Regions from separate parts of the Mus musculus genome. Here all the other regions are linked to region 3. A link is a contact called in public HiChIP or PLAC-seq and promoter capture Hi-C data. All regions are on one chromosome and are shown on one strand. The core of a region is the stretch at or near the end of the contact, and the rest is flanking DNA. Distances in the headings are between cores, read along the strand shown.

Evidence for each region. HiChIP or PLAC-seq counts read pairs in DNA pulled down with a chosen protein or histone mark. Capture Hi-C pulls out chosen DNA fragments and counts their contacts.
Region 1: a promoter capture Hi-C map of liver shows a contact between it and region 3, with 2.7 times the contacts expected there. The contact joins the promoter of Focad here to the promoter of Klhl9 in region 3. A contact is called at or near these places in 5 of 39 promoter capture datasets (the 3T3-L1 cell line, the C10 cell line, embryonic stem cells and 2 more), 1 of 484 Hi-C or Micro-C datasets (muscle stem cells), 4 of 115 datasets of contacts at active chromatin or transcription factors (bone marrow-derived macrophages, cardiomyocytes, extraembryonic endoderm stem cells and 1 more) and 2 of 9 other capture datasets (adipose tissue and liver).
Region 2: a contact with region 3 is called in an HNF4G HiChIP or PLAC-seq map of pancreatic cancer cells. The contact joins the enhancer-like site here to the promoter of Klhl9 in region 3. A contact is called at or near these places in 2 of 39 promoter capture datasets (the 3T3-L1 cell line and neutrophils), 1 of 484 Hi-C or Micro-C datasets (muscle stem cells) and 2 of 115 datasets of contacts at active chromatin or transcription factors (bone marrow-derived macrophages and pancreatic cancer cells).

Annotation. Positions count from the first base shown.
Region 1 is chr4:88,093,267-88,097,992 of GRCm38.p6, reverse strand. It overlaps Focad (focadhesin), which reads right to left and starts at 3,363. Exons shown (of 44, transcript NM_001081184.1): 1 at 3,318-3,363.
Region 2 is chr4:88,069,645-88,074,345 of GRCm38.p6, reverse strand. No RefSeq gene overlaps it. Among named protein-coding and RNA genes, the nearest start is that of Focad, 23 kb to the left of the region's middle. Within about 2 kb of position 2,300, at least 12 of the 459 cell types and tissues checked have an H3K27ac peak or open chromatin away from gene starts, as enhancers often do. A contact at or near this core is called in pancreatic cancer cells, where this site is marked.
Region 3 is chr4:88,720,079-88,724,845 of GRCm38.p6, reverse strand. It overlaps Klhl9 (kelch-like 9), which reads left to right and starts at 2,338. Exons shown (of 1, transcript NM_172871.2): 1 at 2,338-4,767. The coding sequence starts at 2,844. The coding sequence ends at 4,697.

The sequences.
Region 1 (4,726 bases), core at 2,114-4,613, 630 kb after region 3:
GAGACAGGGTTTTTCAGTGACCTGGAATTGGCCATGCAGGCTAGGCAGGCTGGCAGGCCACCCAGACTCAGTGATTTACTTGTCTTCACCTTCTCTTAATTAGTGTTATGACCACAGGCCACCACCCCTAAATTCCTTTTAAACACAGGTTCTGCAGATCAAAAGGAGATCCTCCAGACAGCAACAACACACATCTACCAACATTAAGTGATTTTTTTTACTCTTACTTTTTTTTACACACACACACACACACACACACATTGGCATATTTGCAGGTAAATATGGGGGTATGGGTATATGTACATTGTATGGGCACCCAAAGTTAACACTAACTGATTTCCTCAATTGCCCTCCATTTTATTTAATGAGGAAAAGTTTCTCACTGAACCCATAGCTGGTCAATTTCAGCTAGTATAGATATGTATCTTGCCCCAGGGATCTTCTGTCTAAGCTCTTGAATGCTGCAATTAAAGGCACCCATTTACTTACCATTTACATGGGTACTAAGAAATCCAGCTATCATAGAAAGCACTTTACCTACTGAACCAGGCAGGTTCTCATTATGTAGGCCTAGCTGGCCTGGAGCTCACTTTGTAGACCAGGATGACGTCAAACTCACAAAAAGCACCTGTCTGCCACACAATTACACATGATGCTCATTCTTCTTAAATGCATTTTTGATGTACAATATTACTGACTTACAGTAAGATTTTCTGGCTATAACCTATTCATAAGTTAAGGGGTCTGTATGACCAGAATACTCAGATGCCTAGAGAGACAACTCAGCAGTTAAGGGTACGTAATACTTTTCTAGTGAATTCAAGTTTGGCTCCCAGCACTCACATCAGGTAGCTCACAACTGCCTATAACTCTAAGATCCAAGGAATCTGATGCCTCTGGCTTTCACAGGCATCTGGGCTCATGTAAATACACATGATAGTAATAATAATAATAATAATAATAATAATAATAATAATAATGCATTTTAAGTGCACAAAGTATTTATTTCAGTCCCAGCAAGATATAAACCAGAAAGGGTGGCACTTGCCCTAATTTCAGCCTTGGGTAGACTGAGGCAAGAAAACCATTAGTTCAAGGTCATTCTCATCTATCCAGATAAACAAGCAATAAAACAAATACATGCATACTCTGACTCTGGCTGAATGAATGAAAATATGTTAGCAAAGTGATAAAAAATTACAAATGTCATTGCATTACTCTCAACATTGTGTGACTTGAAACAGATTAAAAATCTTTTTTACACACTTTCAAATTTTGTAATCTAGTGTGTGAAATGAATGGGATCTACATTTTTAAAAAGGTTGAAATAATTTTTATAGAGGAAGCTGACAAACAACACTTGTCCAATTAGCTTAGCAATTCTTATTTACCATGATGGAAATGGTACACATAAATTCTTCTCAATTAATTGCTATTTATAAGTCACAGATTTAAACTATACTTCTAGGGCTAAGCTGTATTTTATCATATGAAAGAGCTCTATACTAATAGTGATTATAATTGATTTACATCTCTAATTAATATTAATTCAACTAACAGTTTATGGACAATGTCAAATATCATGAGGCTCGGAATATCAGAATAATTACCTTTGAAATCATTTTATACTAGAAAAGGGTGATCTCTACTATGTGTAAATACCATTAATCAATTACCATAAGAAAAATCTATCACATCTATACAGGTATTTGTTACCTTGAAGTAACAATTTATTTACTTTTGGATTATTAGGCCTCAATTAGAGCCATCAAGCAATTAAAACCCACCAAATAGTAACATGATACAATTTTAAATTATTTCAATTAAAAAAGAAACAAAAAAAAAAAACTAAGCAAGATATGGAAAACAAAGAAATGTGAACTGTTAATAAGATTAATTTGGTAAGTAAATAATTCAGTTGTTTTGGCTATCACTTATCACCAAAGCAAGTCAAAAGCTTTGAAAACTGCATTCTTGTCCAGTTATCTCTATGGAGTATTTTTATATATAACAAAAAACTTCATGATTATTACACTTCAAAATTTAGATGAGTCATGGTACTTTCTTTGCAGAAACTGGATGTCAATCAAAATTGTAACCATGCACTCACTCGCTTGCTAGTCAAGTGTTTGTGAACAGAAACACTTGTCACTGGAGCATAAAATACACAATCATAAATGACATCATGTGTTTTTTACTTAGTTGGTTCCCAACTGCTAACACCGTTCAGTAAATCTTGAACATTTGTAAATTTTGTAAAATTTGAACATTCCAAAATTACAGAATACTTGTAATCACATCCCTTTACTTTTCCATAGGAAGCACTAGGATCACCCCTCAGGGCCAATGGGCTTTAGGGTTTATTAGAAGGAGAGGGAAAAGCAAAAAACAAAATTAAATAAATAAATAAATAAATAAACCAAAGCAACAAAAAAAAAAAAAAAAAAAAAAAAAAAACCCTTGGAATAAGGTCCAAGAGAGCTTCATCTTTTGCATCTAAATCTAGATCCTAAAAATGAACCACAAAAAAAAAAAAAATCCATCTCAAATCTTGTCAACTCAGACACTAGCACTGGCATATTAAATGCAAGCAAAGGCAGGTACTATCTATCCACCAAGGAACTCATTTTAAAAGTTTGCAATGAATGAGTCAATGACGGTATGATTTCACTGGATCCAAAACTACAAACAAGGGGTCAAGGCACCATGGCTGAAACAAACTGGGATTAAGTCCTACACAACCGCAGGCGCCTGCAACCGCTGAAGCCCCACAGAAAAACTCTTCAGAGCCAGAGACCTGAGTCAGAAAACAGGCTCTGCTCACCCAAGAGCCTTTGCATTAAAGTGGACAAAAACTGCGTCTGAGTCCCGGGGAACTCAGACAGTCACCCCAGGCCAGACAAGAGGACACCAGGATCTCTGGCGCTGCCCCGAACCAGCGACCGGGTTAAGGAGGGGTGACAACCGCAACCTGAGGCAGGTAAGCTAGACAGATCGTGCCAGCCTCTCCGGCTGCCAAGCCCCTCCACTGCCAGCGGGTCCTGGAGCCTTACACCAGGGAACCGCTTGAGGCCAGATCCTCCGGGAGCCGGACGCTTCGCTGGACCAGCAATAGGGGCAGCAGGTCAAATGCCCTGCCCGCCTCACGCGACGCCACGGCCTTGCCGCCACATGCTCCGCCGCGGGCCTGCACCCCAGCCCAAGTGGTCCAGCTTCGGTCGCCCTCGCCCCCGTGACCGCGGCTGCAGCCGGACCCGATGCGGCAACTGCCCACCCGGCTGCCGCCGGTGGACGGTCAGCCACGCCGCATGGCTTACCTCACTTCTGCCACAGGCACAGCCTGCTCCCGTGCCTGACGTGTCCCACGCACCGCCTCCACCGCTCGGAGGCGGGTCCTGTCGGAGACAGCCAATACGAAACCTACTTCAAGAACCAGTCCCGCCTCCTCTGCTGGGATGCCCGCCCCCTCGCGCGCATGCGTGACAAGGCCTTGGCGGCTCACTGCAGTTAGATGTTGAAGTGAAGCTGGGTCCCAGCCCTAGCCACAGCCAGACTTCGCAGGGGTGCAGGCTGATCTTCAGGCTCTGGGATGTGAAAGCAAAGGATCCTGTCTGGAGATGCCACTGCACAGAGCCAGGGAGTCCTGTTGGCAGCTTTAGGAGATGCAGGACAGCTTCTTGATATTTGGAGATTTTGTAAATCCTCGTGACTGGAGTGGGGAGGAGGGGCAGGGGGAGCGGGGTTGGAGTACTCATGATAGCTAGGGTTCAGAGCCAGCTTGCTTCCTGGAGCTGCTGCTCAGTGACTTCATTTCTTCCTGCTGTGCCCTTGCTTCTACTTGTATAGTTGTCAAGGCCCAGGAATTTCTGCTACGGGGGAATTTGATCTAAAGAGAGCTGGCTCAAAGAACTTTACCACGACTATTATTGTTATATAACATTTATTATAGCCAAGCATTTTCTTTAGCGAAATAGGAAGGAATGGTCCCACAGGGGAAGTCTGTGACACCTGGCACAACGCAGCAGAAACGAAAACAACTGCGTTTATAAATAAATAAATAAGTTAAAAGGAATAGAAATCTATTACCTGACTGTTTCTGAAACCCCATGCACTTTTAGAAGCATTAGGACGCTTTAAAAGAAGCCTGGGTACATCTCTAGAGATTCTAATTCTGTGGTAGGAATTTAGCAAGCAGTTTTGTAAGTTAAATTTGCAAGGTCATTATAATATGCTAACAGGAAATTCTTGGTTTCCTATACTTCACCTCAGAACAATAATTACATTCCACACACCATCTCTAGATCTTCCAATAACTTATAATGCATTCATTCTGTAAGAATTTATCTAAATTAATTTTGAACATGTTCCTGTATTCAATCGCTTATATCCTTGGGGACATGGGAGTTCTGTGAGATTTATAATTACCTTTTTGGTTTTATTAGTTTGATGATATTCCCATAAGTTTTCCAACTACACAAGTACAAATTTTAGGAACATTTTAAATTTGTTTCCTTTGTCTATTCCTGTATTTGGTTTTTTGAGACAGGCTCTCATTTTGTAGCAAGCAGTTTTGTAAGTTAAATTTGCAAGGTCATTATAATATGCTTTTTGTAGACAAGACTGGCCTCAAAATCAGAGATCTGCCTGCCTCTGCCCCCCAAGTGCTGGGACTAAAGGCATGGGCCACACCCCTGGCTTATTCCTGTGTTTCTTGAGGCTCACTTGT
Region 2 (4,701 bases), core at 1,051-3,550, 650 kb after region 3:
TTGAATTTTTAAAAAATTTTTCTGACTATAATTAATAGATTATAATTATTTTTCCCTTTCCCTTCCTTTCTTCAAGCCCTCCCATATATCTCACCTTACTCTCAAATTTATAGCTTCTTTTTTCATTATTTGTTCTTACATACATGTGTGAGTATACATACATACATACGTACATACATACATACATATTCCTATCTTGTATCTGGTCGTATTCACCCCTAATCCTCCTTTTACTTCCTTCTCCAGACACCCCCACCATTGGTGTTTGTTTTGCTTGATATGTAAAAACCCTCTTTCAGTTACAAAGAATACCATTTGCCTATGGTATGCATAACAAATATTTTTTCCAGTTTGCCTTTGGCTCTCATCTCCCAATGTTGGTGATGAAGCCCAGGACAAGTCTTCTACCATGGACCTAAATACCTACCATCCCTCCTTTTGAGAAAAGGGACTTGAAGTAAGGTCTCATGTAGCACAAGCTGGCTTCAAGCTTTCTTTGTAGCTCCAGTGATGGCCTAGAACTTCCAAGCCTCCAGGATTTTAAATGTGAGCCACCATGCTTAGTTACAGTTTCTCTCTTTCCATCTATTTATTTTTGTTTTATGTGTATGGGCATTTTGCCTACACATATATGTACTACATGTGTATCTTCAGAGTCCAGAAGAGGGTGCTAGAACCCCTATGGGAATGGAGTTACAAATGGTTGTTAGCCACCAAGAGGGTGCTAGGAATTGAACCCAGATACTCTGGAAGAGCAATCAGTGCTCTTGACCTCTGAGCCATCTCTCCAGCCCCTACCATTTTTTTTTCTTTTCTTTTCTTTTCTTTTCTTTTCTTTTCTTTTCTTTTTTTTTCATGTAAATATTTAGGCTAAATGGAATTGTTTAATGTTAGAAGGTACAGATCCACATTTAGTTTTTCTTTTTCTCCCCCATGTTTACCAATAATCTGATCAGCATTTTAATAAAATTAATCTTATCTCCAATTTTAAATGCTTCTTTTATGTTTGTCTTGAGATGGCCTCACTTTGTAGCCCCGGCTGGCCTTGAACGAACAGAAATCTTCCTGAAAGGATTTCACCACTACACCTAGCTCTATCTTTTTTTAAAGACATGATCTCATAGTGTAGCCCAGGTTAGCATCAAATTCCTGAGCCTCTAGCTGCAGCCTAGGCATTAGGACAGCAGTTATGCTTCCTGCACTTGGCACTTTATGATTGTAACACTTAGCATTTCTTCTCGTTTCTAGGTGAGATTGATGCCTCACCCAGTACAGTGTTGAGTAAGAAAGATAGTAGATATTTTTACACCTCTCCTCATTGTTTTGTTTTGTTTTGTTTTTCAAGACAGAGTTTCTCTGTGTATCCCTAGCTGTCCTGGAATTCTCTCTGTAGATCAGGCTGGTCTTGAACTCAAAGATCTTCCTGCTTCTGCCTCCCAAATGCTGAGATTAAAGGCATCCGGTGCCACCGCTGGGGCACCTTTCCTGATATTAACAGGATATCTCTAACAGCTCCCATCACAGTGTGATATTGGCTTTGGAGTTGAAGTAGATATATTTTATATACGAGACTGCTGTTTGTATGCCGCATTAAATTAAATCACTTAATTCATTAGAATCTCCTAGAAAGAGGTGACACCTTATATGTTGCAATTTGTTAGTAATCAAACGTAATGTTCATATCACAGCTATAGAATATATGTGCAAAATTATACAAGAACAGCACATATTTTTTTTGTGCTTACCTTAATTGTTCATGGACTGTGAAATGATTTACCATGTGTTAATTGGGTCTTCATCATAATCATCAATTAGGAATGTTAGCTATAAAAAGACTCAGCTGTGCTTTATTCAGTGGCACACACCTGTAATCTGGGTGGTAGATCCTGGGCTACCCAGAGAGTTAGTTAGACAGTCTTTTTAAAAAAGGCTCAGCAGCAAAGAACAAAAATCTGTAAATTGTCACTTTCTAGCATGTTATTCTAATTATTATGCAATGTCTAGCTTTTTGTTTACTGGAGATAAAATTTAAATAACAGCAAGATGCTCCTATTTGAATACAGGTCAAAAATGGAAGAATTAATGTTTCTAAAACACTCATGTTCAGTGTATACTATGACAAAAAGACAATTTAAGTCACTACTCTAACTGTAGTCACAGCAAGTTGAAGTCTCACTAGATTCTAGTGACGAGAGGATGGATCTAAAGAAGGAATGCGAGGTGGCCTGCAGCAATGGATTTGAGAATCAACTTCAAGCAGTTGATAATTAAAACCACAGAATACCGGAGAGATGACTCAATGTTTAAAAAGCATACATTTGCTCTTGCAGAGAGACCTGAGTTCATGTTTAGCAGGCAGGATCCTAACCATATGTAACTGGTTTCCTCTAGGACATACAGTCATGTGCACAGACATTCACTCTTGTTAGTTTTTGTTCTGTTTTGTTTTGTTTTGCTTTTGTCAATTTGAAGAGCTGGAATCATCTGGGAAGAGGAACTCCCTTCTTCAGATTGGTCTGTGGTCATTTCATTGGATGATGGTTGATGTGGGAGGTCTCTGCCCACTGTGGGACATGTCATCTCTGGGTAGGTGGACCTGGGGTATATAAAAAGCAAACAGAGAAAGCCAAAGGGAGCAAGTCTATAAGCAGCATTCATCTGTGGCTTCTGCTTCAATTCCTGCTTCCAGGTTCCTGTCTTGCTTGAGTTCCTTGGTTGGCTTCTCTCTATGATATACTGACTGAGACCACAGTCTATCACAAAGAACCGCCCCCTCCTCAAGTTGATCTTAGACATATTGTTTTATCACAACAGTAGAAAGCAAACCAAAACACATGCATGCAACCATATCTTTAAAAAATGAAATAGATCTTAAGAAGTTTCCATAAAAAAGTAAGCCACAGAATAAAATGGTTATGAAGACTTAGAAGAAGAGAAAGAAGCCAAAGATAAAAGCCTACTCAAAACAAATAAGGATAGGTAGGAGAAGAAAGGTTTGAGATTTTAAATGAAAACAAACAAACAAATAAAAATGTTAGCCATGGTACTGGACACCAACAACCCTTAATTCCAGCCATTGGGATGCAAAGGCAGGAAGATCAGAAATGCAAAGCCACACAGTGAGTCCTTCCCTCTTCTCAACAAAACCAAAGTAAAACAGAATGTGAAATTGAAACAGGAGAGGAGAGAACTTGAGATGTTTTTCAATTGCATCAAAGGTTTCTAAGAGTAAAGCACATGAAAAGAAACAGCAAGACAGCCACAGCAGACCTCTCAGAGTGATAGTAATCTTCAGTGCCTGCCTCCTGCCCCACCTTCCAGAGGTCCCCACTTTCATACTACTTGCTTCCCTGTTCACAGGCACAAGAACATAACTTGTGTTAGACACAGTCTCAATGTCTATGGGCATATCCCAGCAAAGCCCATTGTTCTATTAGGGCTCCAAGGAATCCAGATGTGACAGCTGTTCTTGGGTAAACATGGCCACATCTGAAATGAACTACAATCCAGAAATGGAGTTCACACCTGTGAGAGGTTTTTGTTTTTGTTTGTTTTTTTTTTTTTCTTGGTTGGAGGTGGGTGAATCCACTTCTAATCCAGACCTTTGACATAGAAAAACACTCACCTTTAATGCAGTTCTTGAGGAGAGAAGACACACTTTAAATCTGGGCCAAACATTCTGCTGGAAGCCTATATAAGAATATGGAAGAAGGAAGCTTCTGCTCTTTGCCTGCTTGCTGTCACCCTGCTAACAAGTCCATTCCTTCCTTGGTATTGGAGCCTATTTCTTTAGAATTACATCAACTGCTGAAGACTTGTTAAGGCATTCAGTTTTGTGGACTGAGCAACTTCTGGATTCTTAGTCTTTCTGTTCATATTCAACTCCTATTATTGGGTTAGTTGTACTGTAGCCTGTAAGTGATTCTAGTAAATCTTTCTATATACATACATACACAACATATATATGTTTATATATGTATATATAAAGAGATTTATTCTATTAGTTCTGCTACTCTAGAGAGCCCCAGCTAATGCACCAGAAAAGCATCCCCTATACTTCCAGATAATTGAAATATCAGAATAAAGTCAGAAGACAGATCTATGCAAGCATAAGAGATCAGCAACAAAGAGCAGAGTTTGAGAAAGGACAGAGATGAGTGTGGGTTAGAAGAGTGTGGCTTTGTTTCAGCTCATGGATCCCAGCCTCAGCCAGGCAACAGCCCAGCCTCTTTTACCAATCATTCATTTCTCTTCTGAGCTTCAGTGTCCTTGCAATAATTCCTGCCTCTCCTTTCTCTCCACACCACATTTTAGTAACAAAAGAATTAAGATTAATAGGTAGAAGTCAGATTGTAATTGATTTTGAAATGAATGACATAAAATATCTCTGATTAACCATAACAAGAAATGGACAGGAACGGTATAAATAAAACTACTTTTTTACTGAAGATCATAAAAGAAGTCCTGAATGAATGAGGATCCTACCAAGATCCTGGATAATAATGACTTTATAAAAGAGCCAGTTCTTCTCAAATTAATTTATATGTTTAATGCAACTCCAATCAAAAGCCAAATGGGATATCTCTTGAAGCTTGACATAGTGATTCTAGAGTTGATTAGTTAGAAAAAAATAAAGAAGACAAGAAATCCTTTTTTTTTTTTTTTTTTTTTTCCCATACAGGGTTTCACTCTGTAGCACAG
Region 3 (4,767 bases), core at 1,089-3,588:
AATATTAATTAAAATATGAAAGTAAATACTGGGCTGGAGAGATGGCTCAGAGATTAAGAGCACTGACTGCTCTTTCAGAGGTCCTGAGTTCAATTCCCAGCAACCACATAGTAGCTCACAACCATCTGTAATGGGATCTGTTGCCCTCTTCTAGTGTGTCTGAAGACAGCAACTGTGTACTCAAATAAATAAAAGAAACGAATCCTTTAAAAAAGAAAGTAAATACTTCTTTTTAAGTTAAATGTGAAGGTGAACATGATCTCATATGTGCTAAATACTAAGATATAATAAATGAAATTAAAAAAAAATATATTGGAATTGATATAATAAAGCACACGAGTAAATGCTATGTCTAGTGGGCCGATGACCCTAAGTCGATGCTTTTAACACATACCTGTTTAACATGACTACCAAATATTGGTGAAAGCAGAACAAAATAATCTTTTTTTTTTAAGATTTATTTATTATATGTAAGTACACTGTAGCTGTCTTCAGACACACCAGAAGAGGGAGTCAGATCTTGTTACGGATGGTTGTGAGCCACCATGTGGTTGCTGGGATTTGAACTCTGGACCTTCGGAAGAGTAGTCGGGTGCTCTTACCCACTGAGCCATCTCACCAGCCCCCAAAATAATCTTTTAAAATAGTTAAATGTTGGTGGCTGGAGAGATGGCTCAGAGGTAAAGAGCACTGGGTGCTCTTCCAGAGGACCCAGGGTTCAGTTCCAAGCATCTAGAGGATAGATCACACCTGCCTGTTACTCCAGTTGACATCCTCGCATAGCCATACATGCAGACAAAACACCAATGAACATAAAAATAAATGTAAAATAAACCATTGAAATATGAGGAGCATGTGTCCCTAATAACCATAAATGTTCATGCCTGGTTTCTCATTAACCTTGCTAGCTTAGTAGGGAAAGGACCGATGTCTTGAAGTTTGCTCTGGCACCTTCTCAGGAAGTGATCTTGTTCTTTCTTTCCCTACAGGTAGAAATTAATCTCTCGGAAGTGCCTCTTCACAGCCAGGTGACATGTCAGAGCCACTCAGGAAAGGCTTACCCCAACTCCTGAACCAAGCAGCCTCCCAGAACTTAGCTCCTGGGAAGAACTTCTCAAGACCATTCTCATTTCAACAAAGCTCTGGTATAACAGGGCACCTGGGGGGGGGGGGGGGAAGGAACGACGACCACAGGTTGTTCTACTAGTTTGGGGAAAAGAATGTTGTTCTACTAGTTTCCCGGGATTGCTGCAATTGGCCGGAAACCACCGGGAGAAGAAGGAAGGAGAAATAAAGGAAGATTAATCACCTATAGTTAAGTAAATTACATACATTTTTTTGGGGTCATCAACAGGTTGTAAGTAAGCTCTCTATATACCAATTTTGGAAAATCTTGAACTGGAAAAAAAAAATCCAGTAGGATACATGCCATTTAGAAAAGAGCCAGGAAGTGGAGCATAAGAATGTAAGTATATTCTTAGTCTGCATACAAGTAAACGCTAGAAGGATTTGGAACTTCGAGAACAGAGAACTACGGCAAATTATATACTTATTCTCAAATCAAAGTTAAAATTTGCCAGTAGCTAGAGAACTGCATGTTAATAAAAAATACTTATAAAAGCAAAGTTCAACACAAGGGAAACGCAAAGGGTAACTATTTTGGAAACATTGACTTGAATATTCTACCAAATATTATCATTATCCAAATCAGGATAACGTTTTGTGTTCAAATCATCTGCGCTTATTACAGAGTCCATAAGATAATGGAGGACATTTGTACACTGATGAAAACAGTGGACAAAGTAAACTATAACATGCTCAACTACTGGAAAACTGTAGCCAGTTAAAAATAGTGTTTGGAAAACAAAACCCTGAAAACCGTATTTATGAAGGCATTATCTCTCCTGCCAAATATTAAAAAAATGTATCATTAGGACCAAAATTTAGTGGCAAGTTAAATCTCATGTGTCTTAAATGTTAAACAAACAAACAAAAAACCTTTTACAATCAACATTTTTAATTGAGTGTGACGCAAACTGTAAAACTGTTCTTGAAGAAAATAAATAAATAAAACGATACAATGATTTCTTCTGCCAGGCTTCTTGTGTTTGAACAAAGGTTGCCTTTCGTTGCTGCTCTGGCAAAGACCTTAAGCGTAAATCTTGAAAAGAACGCGCTCTTGAAAAGCAAGCTTAAGCACACGCACGCGCATTCCTACAAGCTTACATAATGGACCCTGCACCGGCCTCGCTGGCCGGCCGGAACCCCGCCCCCAGTCCCGCCCGCGCCCTGCCCCCATCCACCGCCCCCTTGCCAGCTCAGCCGCGCAAGCGCACTAGCTGTGCAGCCGCTCCTAGCCCGGGGGATCCTGGGATTCTGCCTTTCCGGAAGGTCGGGCTGGCTCTCGGTGCTAGGCCGCCGTTCTAGGCCCAAGTCGGGATTCCAGGCCCTGCTCCAAGCCAAGTCCGTAGCCGCGACGACACAGCGGGGATCGCAGAGGACGCGGCCGCAGCTCGTTGGGGTGGCTGAGCCTTGGAGGGCGGCAGCCGGGGTGCGCAGGCCGTGACGGCCCCTCCCCCGCCCTGAGCGCAGCGGCGAAGGACGACAGCCCGGGACCGGAGGAGGTGAAGCGGTCACGTAACTGCCCCGGGTGATGACTCACCCGCTCTCCTGGCAGATTTGAGGTGCGTGCTGCTGTTGCTGCAGGGCGGACGTCGGTGTGCCCAGAGCGGTGCTGCGGCGACCGCTTGCTTGCCCTTGGTTCGGCGGCCCCGGGGTTTCCCGAGAGCGTTCTCTTTGTAACGTCTGCGGCCTGCAGCTCGCAGCGAGCTCCGGCTTCTCCCATGAAGGTGTCTCTGGGTAACGGCGACATGGGCGTCTCTGCCCACCTGCAGCCTTGCAAGTCTGGAACTACGCGGTTTTTTACCAGCAACACGCACAGTTCGGTTGTATTGCAAGGCTTTGATCAGCTCAGAATAGAGGGCCTACTTTGTGACGTGACGCTGGTACCTGGCGATGGAGAGGAAATCTTCCCGGTTCATAGAGCCATGATGGCGTCTGCCAGTGATTATTTCAAGGCCATGTTCACTGGAGGAATGAAAGAGAAAGATTTGATGTGCATCAAGCTTCATGGGGTGAACAAAGTTGGTCTGAAGAAAATCATTGATTTTATTTATACTGCAAAACTGTCTCTTAATATGGACAATCTTCAGGACACTCTTGAAGCTGCCAGCTTTCTACAGATCTTGCCGGTTTTGGATTTTTGTAAAGTATTTCTTATATCAGGCGTCTCTTTGGATAACTGTGTGGAGGTTGGCCGGATTGCTAACACCTACAATCTTATAGAAGTGGATAAATACGTAAATAATTTCATCCTGAAGAACTTTCCTGCCTTGTTGAATACTGGGGAGTTTCTGAAACTCCCCTTTGAACGGCTTGCCTTTGTGCTTTCCAGCAATAGTCTCAAGCACTGTTCGGAACTTGAGCTCTTCAAGGCAGCCTGCCGCTGGCTGAGGCTGGAAGACCCTCGGATGGACTATGCCGCAAAATTAATGAAGAATATTCGCTTTCCACTGATGACACCACAGGATCTCATCAACTATGTGCAGACAGTAGATTTCATGAGAACAGACAATACCTGTGTGAATTTACTTTTGGAAGCAAGCAATTACCAAATGATGCCGTATATGCAGCCGGTGATGCAGTCGGACAGAACTGCCATTCGATCTGATTCTACTCATTTGGTTACCTTAGGAGGAGTTTTGAGACAACAGCTAGTTGTCAGTAAAGAGTTACGAATGTACGACGAAAGGGCGCAGGAGTGGAAGTCGTTAGCGCCCATGGATGCTCCTCGATACCAGCATGGCATTGCTGTTATTGGAAATTTCCTTTATGTAGTTGGTGGCCAGAGTAATTATGATACAAAAGGAAAAACGGCTGTTGATACAGTTTTCAGATTTGATCCTCGTTATAATAAGTGGATGCAGGTGGCATCATTAAACGAAAAGCGCACATTCTTTCACCTGAGTGCCCTCAAAGGACATTTATATGCAGTTGGTGGGCGCAGTGCAGCTGGTGAACTGGCCACAGTAGAATGTTACAACCCAAGAATGAATGAATGGAGCTACGTTGCAAAGATGAGTGAACCCCACTATGGCCATGCTGGAACAGTATATGGGGGTTTAATGTATATTTCCGGAGGAATCACTCATGACACTTTCCAAAATGAGCTCATGTGTTTTGACCCAGATACAGACAAATGGACACAGAAGGCTCCTATGACTACAGTCCGAGGTCTGCATTGCATGTGTACAGTTGGAGACAAGCTGTATGTCATCGGTGGCAACCACTTCAGAGGAACAAGTGATTATGATGATGTCCTAAGCTGCGAATACTATTCGCCAACTCTTGACCAGTGGACACCAATTGCTGCTATGCTGAGAGGTCAGAGTGATGTTGGAGTTGCAGTCTTTGAAAACAAAATCTATGTTGTTGGTGGATATTCTTGGAATAACCGGTGCATGGTAGAAATTGTCCAGAAATATGACCCAGAAAAAGACGAGTGGCATAAAGTTTTTGATCTTCCTGAGTCGCTGGGTGGCATTCGGGCTTGCACTCTCACAGTTTTTCCACCTGAAGAAAACCCTGGGTCACCTTCTAGAGAATCACCTCTTTCAGCACCTTCAGATCATTCTTAGATCCAAGGTGTAATACCTTTTCAGTGTATCATGGGTGGTCTTGTTCATCCCCTTGTATTGTTTCTCCTTA